Linked DNA regions of Rattus norvegicus: region 2 is linked to region 1. Evidence: chromatin contacts called from public Hi-C data. All regions are on one chromosome and are shown on one strand. Each heading gives the region's core, a stretch centred on a gene start, on an enhancer-like site or on the middle of the called end of the contact. The rest is flanking DNA. Distances are from core to core; before and after follow the strand shown.

Region 1 (7,962 bases), core at 3,929-6,428:
TGCCCTGTGTCATGGAAGTCCTGGTGCCTTAGATCTGCAGGGCAGGACTCTTCACATGCTGTAGCAGATTACAGGTGGGGTAGATGCTGGGGTAGCCAACTCAAATCCCTGGATCTGGACCTGGTGTGCAGCTGACGTGGTCAGTCCACCTGCTCTCCTGAGCCAGCACCACTAGGACAAGCTCTCCAGCACTGCTCTGGCTAGCCCGCCCAATGCCACAGCTGGCAAAGGGTAGGGAAGGGTCAGCGCTTCCCACTATCATGCCCAAAAGGCTGGGGCTGGCTCACCAGGACCAGCTCTATTGTGAGGCCCAGGGGAGATGCAGGGCAAGCTCTCCTGAGTGCTGCAGCCAGTGAGGGGAAGGGTTAGTTCTTCTGCTCTAATGACTCACGCCTCAGGTAGAGAAAGAAGAGACAGAAGAGGGTATCTCGCCCTCGACCATGCACTTTGTCTTATTTTTAATGATAAATCTGCTTATTTTAATGGTAAATCCATAAAATATGCAAATGGCAAAACATAAATAGAATCACTCCTTCCCTTAAATTAAACCCAATCCCTTTTTCATCAGAAAAGCCCCCTGATCAAATTGGAACAGGAACATACTGGCAAGATAGCTCTGCAGTAACAGTGCTTTCCCCAAGCTGGATGATCTGACTTTGATCCCCAAAACCTATAGGGTGAAAAGAAAAAACAAAATCCCTCATGCTGTCCTCTGACATCTACATGTGAACAATGGCATGTGCCCACCATGCACATGTATAATAAGTAAAAATGAATGTGTACAAAGTTATTCTGGTAATATCTGTAATAGCACTCTCTAAATAACTGATTAAACTGGAACTGTGAATTTGTTCAGTGTCTGTTACAAGCGCTGTGCATGCAGTGGAATGGGTACTAAGCTCCCTAACAGGGACCCACATTTCTGGAGGAGTAAGGTAGACACAGAGTAGTCTAGAGTAAAAACACGGGATGACATACAACAGGACATGACTAGAAAATTGCTGCGTCTGTCTAATCTGAAGCATTAAATTTCACGATTAAAATTTAACCTGGGCTAGGAATGGAGCTCACTGTCCTGACATCACTTCACCCTATCTGGAGAATTTAAAAATGTAAGAGAGAATCTATCCTTGTGATTTCTGAAGACTTTGACATCTATCAGATGAATATGCAAATCGTAGATTACAAATTACATCCAGAAATTTACAATACAAAATCTATATTCAAAAATGTTAAGTGCATCTCAGGAGAACATTAGAAATGTGACTTTATGAAATGGATAACAGAGGAAAAATACATGAGCCATTCAAAAGCCAGAAATGTGCCAATTTCTGGTTGTGTATACATACTTTATGTAAAACTCTCACAAATGTTACACAGAGTATCAAACAGTCGGTGACAACTATTCTGTCCTAAGTTTTTGTGACTTATCCACAAGGCAGTAACCATGTATCACATGAAAAGCAAATGCTCTCCCTCTTTAGTAGACTGTGAGTACTCCCAAACCTCTAAACAATGTTCCCAGTGTAACAGGAAAAGCTGGGAACTTCACAGTTCTAGTTCTTCTCTGGAATTCACAGTAATCCTCCCATTCACAATTTCCTTACAAATATTATAGCAATACACTTTCTAATACAGGGGTAGCAAATGTGTTTCCCTTAGCACTTGCATTTCTGCCCAATCTTTTGTCTACACTGCTCAGCACACCTCTGCTCTGTTCAGCTCGCTTTACCCTGAGTCTAGTCATTTACCATGCCTGTTGGATGGAGCTCCTAGCGAAAACATACCCCAATATCAGGACTGTCTTTTCTACCTTGTCATCTTTCAATGCACGAGGATGTTCTCTAGTGAGTTAAAACACCCTGGTCTTCCCACTGCTATTCTTTGCTGATGGTTCCACACTAGCCGCGATACCACTTGACTGACCTCAGAGGAACTCTTTCATTTCTTTTTTTTTTTCTTTTTTTTTTTCTTTTTTCTTTTTTTCGGAGCTGGGGACCGAACCCAGGGCCTTCCGCTTGCTAGGCAAGTGCTCTACCACTGAGCTAAATCCCCAACCCACCTCTTTCATTTCTTAAGAATATTATGGGTTGTCTGAACAGTTACAGTGTAATATAAGTATAATAAATAAAAAAGAATATTATGGGTTATTTTTTATCTTTTTAATGTGTGTTTTATGACTTTTTGAAATGGAGAGAGATAATAGAATTATTTAACATACAATGGTTGGTAGTACTCAAAGTCCTATAAAATTGGCATGACTTGCTCTGCTTTTACAAAGCAAAAGCAAAGAGCAGCTACAGGACCAGTCAGTCCCAAGCTTCCTGGCATCAATCCTCCCAAGGTAGTATAGTATGTAACGTAGCCCTGACAAGGCCACAGTCCTTCTACAACTACATCAACAATGTCTTACTTAATTTTCCTCCAGTCCTTCTGTGTCCTTTCTTCTGAACTTGGAAATCAAAGTAGGTTTGCTTTTTTGGGGTCGTTTTTCGACAGGGTCTCACTCTGCAGCCCTGGCTGGCTTAGAATTATTGTAGCCCAGGTTGGCCTTAAACTAAGAAATGTATGCCTCTGCCTCCTGACTATGCCACAATAGTTACAACAACTGGCCTGAGCTGGTGTTTGGGTTTGGGGTGTGTGTGTGTGTGTGTGTGTGTGTGTGTGTGTGTGTGTGTGTGTGTGTGTGTATGTGTGTTCTAATTCTTTTAAGCCCATGTGTGTGTGTGTGTGTGTGTGTGTGTGTGTGTTCTAATTCTTTTAAGCCCATAGAAAATGTCAGCACTTAAAAGACACTAATATCACAGTTTCTATCCACTCCAGTTGTCCTCCCTGCTCCATGAGACTTCTGCAAAGAGAGCTAAGCATGGAAGATATGCTGAGAGGGAACAGGAAGTAACAGCACGGTGTGCAGGGGCTGTAAAAACAAGCTCTCCCCAGAAACGCAAGTAGTCACCATTCTCACTTTAGTCCATTCATCATTTCAGCAATGGGAACTAGAAAACTCCTAAGACAGAGGACTGTGAGTAGGGAAGAAAGAACACAGAAGAGAAAGGGGTGGGGGAGGAGAAAAGAAGAGAGGAGGGGGCAGGAGGACAGGGAATTCTAGGAGCACAGAGAGGCCTTAGTTCTGAGATGTTTAATGTTTCAAACATCTCTGCAGCTTTTAAGGCCCTTGGAGGGCTTTGGTCTCTAGAGCAAAGGATGACACGCTGATAGCCCATCTAGTGCGTATTTTAGATTTTGTGAACAGTATAGTTTCTGTCACGACTACTTAGCTCTACCATTGTATCATAAATCAGCCATTGACGTGACATAAGCAGATGACCATGGCTGTCACTATAAAACATTTACTTTCGGGGCTGGGGATTTAGCTCAGTGGTAGAGCGCTTACCTAGGAAGCGCAAGGCCCTGGGTTCGGTCCCCAGCTCCGAAAAAAAAAGAACCAAAAAAAAAAAAAAAAAAAAGAAAAGAAAAACATTTACTTTCTAAAGCAAGCAATGGTTTAGTCACCAATCCCCGCCTGGCCTAGGTACTGATGGAAGTTTGTTGTGTTAGCCAAATGTCCTTAACTCACATGTTATGCTCTGCCTAAAGAAACTAGAAGCAGTTATTACAATATAGTAATCATTTATGGAAATTCATGGAGGTCTTTTTGTTCAACTGTCACATGTGTTTAAGGAATTAGTGGCAGGGGCCACATGGGGCCAGGGATGTTAAGATCCTACGAGGAAAACAGCTGTCAAAAGGTTGTACTATTCAAAATGTCACTGCCCGCACTGCTGCAAAGGAAGAAGGCTTACCATATCTCCACCCAGGGGTTGGGGACTTAGCTCAGTGGTAGAGCGCTTGCCTAGCAAGTGCAAGGCCCTGGGTTCGGTCCCCAGCTCCGAAAAAAAGAAAAAAAAAGATGCCCAGGCCATATCTCCACCCAACAAAGCTGTTCATATACAAAGAACAAGATAAACTAGGAAATTCACCGCGTAGTAACGATCACTCTATTTACTCTTTGCATTAGGCAGCTATGCATGCATACACACTGAGACATGCACACATGCACAAACATACTTCACACAGATTTGTATAGAACACAAGAGTAGAGAAGCTTGCCTTCTCACCCACCACTTCCGTTCTCAAACTACACTCCATGCTGCCAGCTGAGGCCTTTCTTGCCTAAATATACAGGTATTTCAGGAGCAAATGAGCTACTGTCCGATAGTTAGGGTGAAGCAAGCAACACAGAGCTCCCCTCCTAACAGATCCCCTCCTAACAGATCCCCTCCTAACAGATGCCCTCCTAAAAGATCCCCTCCTAACAGATCCCCTCCTAACAGATCCCCTCCTAACAGATCCCCTCCTAACAGATCCCCTCCTAACAGATCCCCTCCTAACAGATCCCCTCCTAACAGATCCCCTCCTAACAGATGCCCTCCTAACAGATGCCCTCCTAACAGATGCCCTTCTAACAGATCCCCTCCTAACAGATCCCCTCCTAACAGATGCCCTCCTAACAGATGCCCTCCTAACAGATCCCCTCCTAACAGATCCCCTCCTAACAGATCCCCTCCTAACAGATCCCCTCCTAACAGATGCCCTCCTAACAGATGCCCTCCTAACAGATCCCCTCCTAACAGATGCCCTCCTAACAGATCCCCTCCTAACAGATCCCCTCCTAACAGATGCCCTCCTAACAGATCCCCTCCTAACAGATCCCCTCCTAACAGATCCCCTCCTAACAGATCCCCTCCTAACAGATGCCCTCCTAACAGATCCCCTCCTAACAGATGCCCTCCTAACAGATCCCCGAGCTGCCCCGCCCCCTCTGGCTCTCATTCATGCCCTGGTTCATGTCATAGGAGATCCTTCCTACAGCTCAACAGAGGCACCACTTAGTTCCTCCACGTGGGGGGCAGAGGACACTTGGCATCTACTAAGTCGGTCTGTGGTCTCTCCCAACTCCCGCAGCCTATCTCCTAATTCAACTTTAGTCTGGAACAGATTGAAGAGACACAGCCCTACTGCAGCTGCTGGATAGGAAACATTAAAAGATAAAAACTTGGTTTAAAGTCACTGTGGTTAATAAATGACCAAAGTCTGATTCAGCCAGTTTAAAGGCAGCCTTAACAACATGGAACTAAACCAGCACAAGGAAGGAAGCAAGGTGAATAGCTCAGGGATCACACAGGGCAGGGTGAGCTAATGTGGACAATGAGACAAAGAACAGCTGGTGACCAAGCCAAGTAAGTCAGATAGCAGGCTCACTCACCAGATGAGACGTCACCTGCTCAGTTACTTTCCTCCCAATCGTACTTCTCATTTACTGCTGCTCAAATCTAATGAGCTATTTAATTAATAGCATATTTAATAAATATTTATAGGTCACCTTCTCTGGGTGAGGATGGAAAAGGTCTCTACTATTCTTCTAGAACTTTCTAAAGTACTTTATGGGCATGAGAAAAGGACATGAGAAAAAGACTCAAACGTAAATTCCATGATTTAAAGAAGGATGTGACAGGTAAGGATCAAGTATCTTCTCACAGTGGGTGATAGGTGAGCAGGAGAGTCTTCTGAGGAATGTATATGACCTGAGTGACAAGATAGGACAAACATCTGAATATCTGAAGAAAGTCCATTCCAGACAAAGACAAGAGTCCAAGGCAAGACTAAGCACTTCATGTTCAGAGGACAGAAAGTCAAACCAGTGTGATTATAACATAGGGAGAAAGGAAGTGATTATACTGGAGAAGTAGCCAAGCCATGGGCACAGGAAACCTAACAGGCTAGGGCTGGGGGTGTTGGCTTAATGCAGTTGTGGTGGAGAATCCATAGGCTTTATCAACACTGACATGATTTACATTTCTAAAAGATGTCCAGATCAAGGGAGTGGAATAACTATCAGGATATAACAACATGCCCAAGGAGACCAATACAGGTTTATTAAGAAATTCAGGGGTGAGATAACTCCCAGTAAGACCAGGGTAAGTGCAGTGAAAACTTAAAGTGGATATAAGAGCATACACAGTATAAGAGACTCAACTTGGGCCAGGCCTGAGGAATGAAACAAAGAAAGGCATCTAGAATGATGTCCATTGGTTACCTGGACAACAGAGCAGGAGGTCAAAGCTTCCTGGCTAACTCTACTGGGATCTCAAGGAAACAACATGAGGTCAGAGGCAGAAGGGGAGGAGGAAAATACAGGCCTATGGGAAGCTGCCAACAGCTCTACAAATAAATTTAGATGACCACTATCTTGAGAAACTTCTTCAGTGATAGCTACGAAATCAGGGTGCCTGGGGAGCAGCCCATAAATGGGGGTTAGGGTGAGGGGTAATCTCCAGGCTCTTTCCTATGTGCTGTTCTCCCACAAGTCAAAGCTTGCTGCACACATCCTTAACCTTCACCACTCTCTCCAGAACTTCACCAAGTCTCATCTGGTCAGTGTCAAGGGGTAAGAGCCTTTCTATCAACATTACAAATGGGGTCTCACTAGTCTATTACAATAGTAGCAGCCAGAAATGCATGGCTGCAGAAACAGAGCGAGCTACCAGACAGGCAGTGACTTACAAGCAAGTGGGGCAGAACAGCTCTGAGAAGGTGAGTAAGCCCTAGAGTTGACTCATGGTGTAGGGCTAAAGTAACTAGAGGAAATGGCAGTGCCTTTCACCTATATGGGAAGGCAGCAGATGTCTAGGTAAAAACACAGATGTCCTGCTTGGTAAGTTTGATGCTTTTTATGCATTCAAGTAGGTGCAAAGAGAAACTTAAAAGAGCTGAGATCGGATGGTAGGGCAACACAAGTTATCAGGCATCCCAGCATGTTAGAGAAAGGACAAGTGGGAGGAACAGGTAACACAGACACCGGGAGATAGGAAAAATGACAGAAGTGAGAATGGATGAGTCCCCTTGTATAAGTGGAGGGGGAAATCTTTCATGAGAATTTGATACTCATTACAACATCAAGATGTGGAGCATTCCAAGGACATGAGAGTAAGGAAATGCACGTACTACACTGACTGCAGCCACTCTTTCCTAAAATGTGGGGCATAACCACTGGCTTCAAATACACTGAACTTGGAATCAAAGGATACGCATCGCACTGTGAAAACATACTCAAATTCACTGTCACTGTTATACTTTCCTAAATAACTCTCATGATAAACTCTAATTACACTTGGCCTTCACACACCCACGCCACAAGAACAAAGCTACTTAGCTATGCAAGTGTCACCATCTAGTGGTTGAAATTATATACCAATTTTAAAATGTTGGGAACTGTTATACCTTAGGAAGACAAATCCTAGTCAGAAATAAGTCTACAAAAATAGTATTTGGAGACATTAATTTCTTAAAAGCTTAGCATTATTATAAACCAGTACCATAAAGTTCTAATACATAATATCTAGCACACATTTATTTATTTATTTATTTATTTATTTATTTATTTATTCATGCTACATTTTCTTTACATGTACTTGTTCTGAAATCTTTCAATAGTCTTTAAGACGTATGTCATCATTTATATACGAGGAAACCTGAAACTGGTAGAGAAGTTAACAGCCTGCCCAAAATTTATACAGAAAGAAATGATAATTAGGATAAGATCTGAACAGAGCTAAATTTGCTTCAAAATCCACACTTATAACCATTATATTCAATTGCCCATATTAAAAGCACCAAGCTTCCTCAAGGCTGGACACGGAAGTAAGTCTTCTGTTGTGAAGAATCAATAATAAGAAGAGAAAATTCAAATTGCAAAGTGAGTCTAAGGTAATCTTGCTACCATCAAGCAGGCAGTAGAAAACCAAAGAAGGAAGCCTTCTCTAGGGGAGAAGTGACAGCAACCTATTTGGACAAGACCATAGTCATGTGTTTAAATAATTCTACATGCTCAATAAAGCTCTGTGAGAAAATCTGAATTTAGAAAGCAAGTCACAGGGACATATAAACAAGTAATTTATTATG
Region 2 (7,962 bases), core at 2,580-5,079, 33 kb before region 1:
TGAGCAAAGAGGAGAAAGTGAGCTAAGCACCAGAACTCAGCTCTTTCTGCTTCCTGACAGCAGATGCGATGTGACCTTAAGCTCCTGCCACCTTGCGTTCCACTCCAAGGTGGACTCCATCTTCAAACGAGAAGCCAAAGCAAGCCCTTCCTTCAGGTTTGTTTGTGAGGTGTTTCATCTCTGCAACAAGGAAAGTACACCAGAAAAGGGCAATCGGTACATGCTGGTATGATATTTAACTACCACCCTCCTCCCTGACTCCTGCTCCCACTAAGAAATGAATCTGACCAAACCTCTATATCTAACAACCAATGTATAAGCAATATGACACCCTCACAGACATTCATGCAAGCAAAACACCAATGCACATAAAGTAACAAAAAAAAAAAGAACGAAAAGATCAAGGGATTTGTTGCAAGATTGTGTCTCCTAGAAACATTAGACGCTACATTTATAAAGCCCCACCAACATGACTGACCAAACATAGAACAGGGATGACACCGATGGACATGCCATACTGGACAGGGGAAAAGCCGCAGGTCTCACTCCTCCACAAGCAAATACAGGCAACTGAGGAAAGCTAGGAGCAGATAACTGTTTATCCAGAGTCAAATGCACTAAAAACACACAAGTAACACATACAATAACATTATACAGCCTGGACAGATTATATTAAAGAATGTGTGTGTGACAATCAGTGAAAAGAGCCCATAGATTGAAAGAAAATGGGAAGGGGTATCTCAGAGGGTTTAGAGAGAGGAAGAGAAAGGGAGAAATGATGTTGTGTGTCATAATCTCAAAAAATCTTTTTAAAGTGGTAGGGGACAGGAATGAGACTTTAAAATAACAAAGGACTGTAAGGCATATCAACATGGCCATGAAAGGGCTTTCAGAACTTTAACAGTATCATTCAATATCACATAATACGTGCACTATAGCTATTTTTAAAACTAAATTTGTAATTAAACATCTCCCAATGAAAAAGCCAGGCCTAAGTGACTTCGTGTGAAATTTCTATTAAGTATACAGAACAATAATTACACCTAGAAATGTTCTGAGAAGAGAAGGTAGAGGTGCTTCTCATCTTAGGGTAATGCAGCATAATTCCTATTTGAAAATGAACACAGACATTAAAAAAAGACTACAAGCCAATATCCCATTATGAACAGATACAAAATCCTTAATGTGATATTACCAAATTGAATTGAGCAATACTTAAAATGGATAATCCATCATGACTCAGAAAATTTATCCCAGATGTAACTGATTTAACATTTGTAAAATAACTATACTTTATCACAAAAAGACATAATTTACTTTATTTATTTATTTATTTATTTATTTATTTATTTATTTACATATATACTTGCTTATTATTTGAGCTGTCCTGGAAGCCACAACGGTGCCTCTGCTCCCAAGTACAAGATAAGCCTATGTCAGGTAGAGACAAATTGTTTTTCTATGAGCAGTGCTAGACATCAAAAACTGAACCTCAATTTTTACTATGTATTACATATAAATACATATAAAATGAACTTAACAAACAACAAAACTAGTCACAAAAAGCTAAAACTAAAAATATATAGTAGAAAATATAGAAATTCTTTGTGACTTAGAGGATCTCTCACCACATAAGTACAACTGAAAAAGGAAAAGAAAAATGTATATACTGGCCTTCATCAAAGTCTAAAGTGTCTACTTTCTGAATAGTGTTTGAAGAAAACTACGGGAGAGAAAATATTCACAACAGTAACTCATAAGGAATTCTTATCCAGTGTTAGTTATACAACTGAGTAAGGAAATCAAAATTTAAAATGGGGAAATTTGGATCTATACTTCTCCCCAAAAGATAATGCCAAGAACATTCACAAAAAACAGCACCAGGTACTGGGAGTCAGGTCAACCGGAAGTGCTTACCGACCCCGGGGCTCAATCCCCAGCATCGTATGAACCAGGTGTGATGGTCCACACCACCTATAATCTCAAAACCTGAAGGGAGGAAAAAAGGGAGATCAGTAGTTCAAGTTCATCGCCACCTACACTGCAAGTTCAAAGCTGGCTTAGTAGAACACATGACCCTGTGTCAAAAAGGGAAAAAAGGAAGAAATGAAGCCCCACATCACCAGAACACAACATCCATGAGCCCGGCTAACCGAGAAAGATGGACAATGCCAAGACTGACAGAGGGGTGAGAAAACGAGCACGGTCCAGCAACTGCTGAACACAACGGAAGGGTAACTTTGGAAAACAGTTAGGGAGATTTTAGGTTTCATATTACGGTCCACATACAGCAGGGGTCGGCCTTAATCACTTAGGATACAGTAAGCAGTGCGTCTATAACAGAATGAATAATTTGTAGAGAGCAGCTTTACTCACAATAAAGCAAAACAGCAGAATGCCCATCGTGACCAACAGCTAAGCGGTTGTACACTGCTACAAGAGAATACTAAGGAGCAGGAAACATCACTGACACGAGCAACACCACGGATCAACTGAGCATGAAGAACTTCGAACACGCATGAGTACATAGTGTATGTCTGTTTGTTTATTTATTTATAGTTCTATAAAAATAACGTCTAACTTACAGCCACAGGAAGCAGAGAGCGTACCGGGGTGGAGGTGAACCAGAGAGCTTAAAATGTGTGGAGACTTTGGGTGGATATGGAACCCCTCATGGTGGCAGTGCCAGTGGGGATGCGATAACTCTCAGTCGTCACAAAAGTGAGCACAGGACACTGTACCTCGCTCCACATTCCTCCCTTCACCTTTCTGGCTTCCTACCATTCCAAGCAGTAGACCTTCCGCAAAGGTAGGCAAGTCATCCTGTTGTTCATTTTCAATAAAATTTCCACAACTTAAAAAAAAAGGCAAAAATTAGGATTTCTACATTTTGTGTTTTTCTAAAATTCATGCTTACTTTAAAATATACTCAATCTTTATTAGTATTTAAGGGGGTCCTAAAGGATCCTAAATGAGTCCAAAGCAAATACTAGCATTTAAAGGTGTCCTTGTGGCCTCTGAACTACCTAAGAGAAGACCTGGGGACTGCCCAATGACTGCATATAATGGCCAGGTAATACTGAACCTAAGGTTATAACGAGAGACCTCACAGACCTACTGGCAGCTCTGAAGCACAGGCATCATCCTCCCCACACCCACCAGCTCTTCACTGCTCCCCTTCACAAAGCAGATGGAGGAGACATGACCAACCCAGAGAACAGGAGAAAGGGACTGACCAGTACATCCTGTCCTTCATCGCCCCAGGAGGTGGGTGGCAGACCAGGATTCCTTGGTTAATGGACTTGCTAAGAAGTAAGATGAAAGGAATTCATTCCTACCTAACCTGCCTTCCCCAACAAAGTCCGTTCACATTGACCAGTCCCCCACCACCCTCCAAGTACCACACAGTAACACTTACTAAGGAACTGTGTACTAGCCAAAGGGCCACCACAGCTCCTGCATTCATTCAAATAGTCCTATTCAATTCTGCATGTGGCTAGGGGACACAACTTCAGATAAAAAAATCTTCATTTCACTTAAATTGACTTCGGTAAAGAGGTAATTTATAAAGTGTCGTGCTTTATTACTGGCGGTAGAAGTGAGCTTCTCTAGCCTACAGTGCCGACAATCATAAACTCATCTCATCTCAGAAAATCCCATTTCAGCACACACACTGAAGGAAGACGATGATCACGGTTCTTGTGTTAACTCCGAACTCATTTAGACGCATGCCGCGTCATGAAACCCAGCCTAGAATGTCTGCTACCGAGTGCGGTTTGAAGGCTTTCTGACTGAAGGAAATGTAAGAGCTGATTAATAATTAATTCTCTTAGTGCTGGGAAAGTGAAGTCGGCCTGTGAGTAACCGTGCAAAGTATAACCTGCAAACTGACAGAGGCTGAGCTGTCCAGCTACAATCATGAAAATACCAGTTTTCTGAGATAACTCCTTTTAACCCCTCATTAGTTTGAGCTAATAGCAATTTAAAATATTTACATGTTTATGCCATCAGCAGCCTGTTTTGTCCAGCTGCAGCAGATGTGAGTTATGTCTCCCTCATAACTTTCCCATACTGTTAGATATTTACGATACAACGTTTTATACACTAGGCACCTGCATCTGAGAGATTAACATGAGTGTCAAGTTTTCCAGAATGGTCTCAATGTGTAATGCTCGAGTAAGTATCTACACCATACAATTTGACGCCAGAACAACACAAATCCATGGTCAATATAATTCTATCACTAATGCTGTTGTTTATGATCATTTATTAAACATAATTATATTGTTATGAGTATCATTTTCTCCAGATTCATAAAATTTGAGTTTTATTAGAATTAACGTCTTAGTGAACTTTTATATATTGTTGCTCATACCACAGCAAATTAACAGATGTGTGTTTCTCTTCCTGCATGGAAGGTTCTTCACCTTTTGGTAAATGAACCTTTCCTTCCTCTTCATAACTCATTCTCCCTTGCCCCCATCTCACATCTATCTTGTGTCTTATACCTGGATAGTAGAGGACTAGCATGGCCCACCAATACCAGCCAGTACAGTTGAACAACAGGATCGTCAGTGGGGAGCGACATGCAGGCCACGCGGGGACTTGAGGCACAGACTCTATGCCAAGAACAATCTCCAACTGACAACCATCTTTCAGTATCACAAGCGGTAAGTTCAGATAAGACTATAAAGATCTTTCCAAAATTCAGAAGAAGTGAGAAGAAATATTCCTAACTAAGACAAGCTCTTCCTGGAGCTAGCAAGCATGTATGAGGAAACGTGCAAAGTGTTTAAAAAAAAAAGATACAAATCTAATTTTCAAAATCTAAGAGGAAACTCTCCAAGACACAGATGGAAAACTATTCACAAATCATATAGTAAACAGACATTTGTATGTAACATATCAAATGTGACATATTCAATTCTCTAGGCATCTAGCTATTCTCTGAGAATATCCCTTGTTATTTAACAAAATATTTTTTTAATCATTCTAAAACTCTCTGCTATCCTGGGGCTAATTATCTGAAGATATAATTGGGGGGGGGTGAATATAATACTTAAGGAAACTGCTGATTCTCTAACTATGGAAGAAAAACTAGAGAACATTCCGTTAAAATACTTTCAAAAATATCATCCTCATAAAAATACAGACCATATTTATATGTCTCAACAGTTTTTGCTAAGATTACATAATACAACAGAGATAACTTTTATCTCTAAAAGAAAATGTTACATCAATCATAACTGCCTGAGTATCAGAGTTGAACAGCACCTGACAGTCGCATATGTTTGTACTATAATATATGCAATAAAAACAGTAATTCACAGCAATAGCATTGGTTTGTGACCGTGACTCAGAATTTCTAATAAACTTTTTCTTGAGTTGTTTTATTTTTCGACTGTTTTTGCTTTGTTCTGAGGCAAGGGGCTTGCTATGTTGCCCAGGCTGGCCTTGAACTTACAACTCTCCTGCCTTAGCCTCTTCAGTGCTGGGATTATAGGCATTAGCTACCACACCACGCACTGAACTCTTCCTTACCGTATCCATCTCATATTTGTGGGATTATACATTAATCACATTCCAGCTCCTTGCTTGTCTGTCAGTCACATACTGACACTCTAATAACTTTGTCTTTTTACTTTTAAAGAGATTTGATAGTGATTTGAACTTGTAACTATTTATTTTCATTTCACTGTATAGTTCCCCAAAAAGCTATTTAGAAAGATGTTTTTAAATTGTGCACTATAAAGTTGCAAGCAAGAAGTATTAGTCAGCTCTAGTAGATCATACTTGTATCCCCAGCAGTCTAGATGCTGAGTCAGGAAGATAACCTTGAGGCTTGCATGGGCTAAAAGTAAGAACTTGTCGCTAAAAAACAAAAGCCAAAAAGGGAAAAAAGGTTTTCAAGGTTCTTCATACTTTCAAAAATAAGAACAAAAGGTATGAGGATCTAGCTCAGTGGCGGGTGCTAATCCAGCGGGCTAGTTTAGGTTAACCTCCCCACTGAAAGAAAAAGGAAAAGAAACTCTTTTTTGATCAGGATAATGCAGGAGTAGACTTTACTGACAGATGATCTGCAAATGCCATCCATCTTTACAAAGGACTGACTTATGGTAAAGATGACTCCATCTTGAAGAGGAAGACGAGTCCGTCGCTGACACACCAGTATCTGGTTACCAAGTACTGAGGGACTTACCACTTCTTAACTTCAGTCAAAATGGAAGCACAAATTAGAACATTAGGACAACAAGAACAAAATCTTCAAAGAAATGTTCAGGACATATACATCTGCATGCATTTTTAGGCAAACTTCAAAATATTTCAAATATTCACATATAACATATTCAGTGATAACGTTGAATCCAAATGAACGTCAGAAATATTCATCTTGATGAAAACTTACACCAGTGAAGCAAGAAAAATGGGGGGATGACAGCAGCAGATTCACAGGAGGGAAGAAGCCGCACACTTCCTCTATCACAAAGCAAAGTCTCCATGTGGGCACTGCAGTAATGGCCTGTCTAGTTACACTATTCAAGAACATCCTTTCCAAACTGCGGCTTTAAGGAAACTCCCATAAGGTCAAGTCAAATGCTTCTCATCAAAACACATTTCACCTAAGATGCTAACCTTAAGTATATAACACAGTCCACTCACTGAGAATAATTCCACAACTTGATTCTGGTATGTATCATCTAAAAAACTCACTTTAAAACAGGATCTTTTTTCCCTTTTCCTCCAGAGTACATATGCCTATGTCAATCATCTAAGCATTAAGTAGCAACCGAAAAAAAAAAAGAAAGAAAGAAAAGGTTCAAACACCTTTTCATTGTGTATGGCTTCATCGGGCTTTGATAAAGACAGAGCCATCTGGGGCGGAAGAGCCCTCTTCCTTCTCGTTTACTATCTCAACTGTCCCAGAAGCTGACACAATAACCATTGTTTTATTTGCAGACGCTGACTTCTGTTTTTCCGCCACAGCGGCACAAACAGCAACGATCTCATCGCTCTCAAAGTCATAGTCAGGGATCGCCCCTGGTGAGAGGTCTGGTCCTTCCGGTGGAATTTCCTTTTTTTCAATCCTCTGTGCTACCTTCTGCTGTTCCTGGAGCTTTCTGGCCCAAGAAAGGTCTTCCTTCCATATTTCAGGGTTCATTGGATATATGTGCAGGGCTACTTGAAAACTTCGAATTGCCTGGGAGAAGAGATTTTTTCATTTGGGTTATTTCTAAAAACCAACAAGTTAGGTAGAATTATATACCTTCAAGTAAGTATGGTTATATATGCGTGTATACACACACACACACACACACACACACACACACAAATATAATTTTTACAATTAATCTTTTTAAAAAGACAGGCTGTCGTAATAACTAGACAATTATAGTAGAGAAAACACATACATGTGTGAGGGAAAAGACAAACAAAATGCTGGTGTTTAAAAGCCCCTAAATCGAGGGCACTGCTACAAGGGTTTGAGCATCTTAAAAGAATCATTAACTATGGCCATATGAGATTTATTCCTCGGATGCTAATCACGCAGTTCAGTATGGGACAACTAGTATAATATACCACATAATAAAAGATAAAAAAATCATACAGTTTGTACCAATAGATAAAGAAATGCCATTTGACAAAATTCAGTATCTCTTTAATGATTAAAATGGTAATGATATCTAATAACAGAGAGAAGTAAAAGCCATACACAGAACACCCAAATCCAACACCACACTCACCAGTGAAAGTCTTTCCAGCAAGATCAAGAATGAGTCCAGCTCTTCCTAGCTCTTTTTTTTTTCTTTTTACTTTTAGAGACTATAATATAATCACATCATCTCTCTCTTCCCTGGAAATGCTCTCAGATGCACTTCCCTGTTCACTTTCAAGTTCAAGGTCTCTTTTTTCATTAATTGTTATTACATGTACACATATATGCATATATTCCGAAATGTAACC

What was found. A called contact is a pair of places that touch in the nucleus more often than the background predicts.
Region 2: a contact with region 1 is called in a Hi-C map of kidney, with 2.8 times the contacts expected there. The contact joins two enhancer-like sites. A contact is called at or near these places in 5 of 12 Hi-C or Micro-C datasets (the Rat2 cell line, Schwann cells, kidney and 1 more).

Annotation. Positions count from the first base shown.
Region 1 is chr2:56,016,202-56,024,163 of GRCr8, reverse strand. All of the region lies in intron 2 of Ttc33 (tetratricopeptide repeat domain 33), which reads right to left. It also overlaps the pseudogene Snrpg-ps5. Among named protein-coding and RNA genes, the nearest start is that of Ttc33, 13 kb to the right of the region's middle. Within about 2 kb of position 5,178, at least 8 of the 93 cell types and tissues checked have an H3K27ac peak or open chromatin away from gene starts, as enhancers often do. A contact at or near this core is called in kidney, where this site is marked.
Region 2 is chr2:56,047,663-56,055,624 of GRCr8, reverse strand. Ttc33 (tetratricopeptide repeat domain 33) reads right to left here. Exons shown (of 5, transcript NM_001106414.1): 5 at 6,037-7,198. The coding sequence ends at 6,845. Among named protein-coding and RNA genes, the nearest start is that of Ptger4, 22 kb to the left of the region's middle. Within about 2 kb of position 3,829, at least 5 of the 93 cell types and tissues checked have an H3K27ac peak or open chromatin away from gene starts, as enhancers often do. A contact at or near this core is called in kidney, where this site is marked.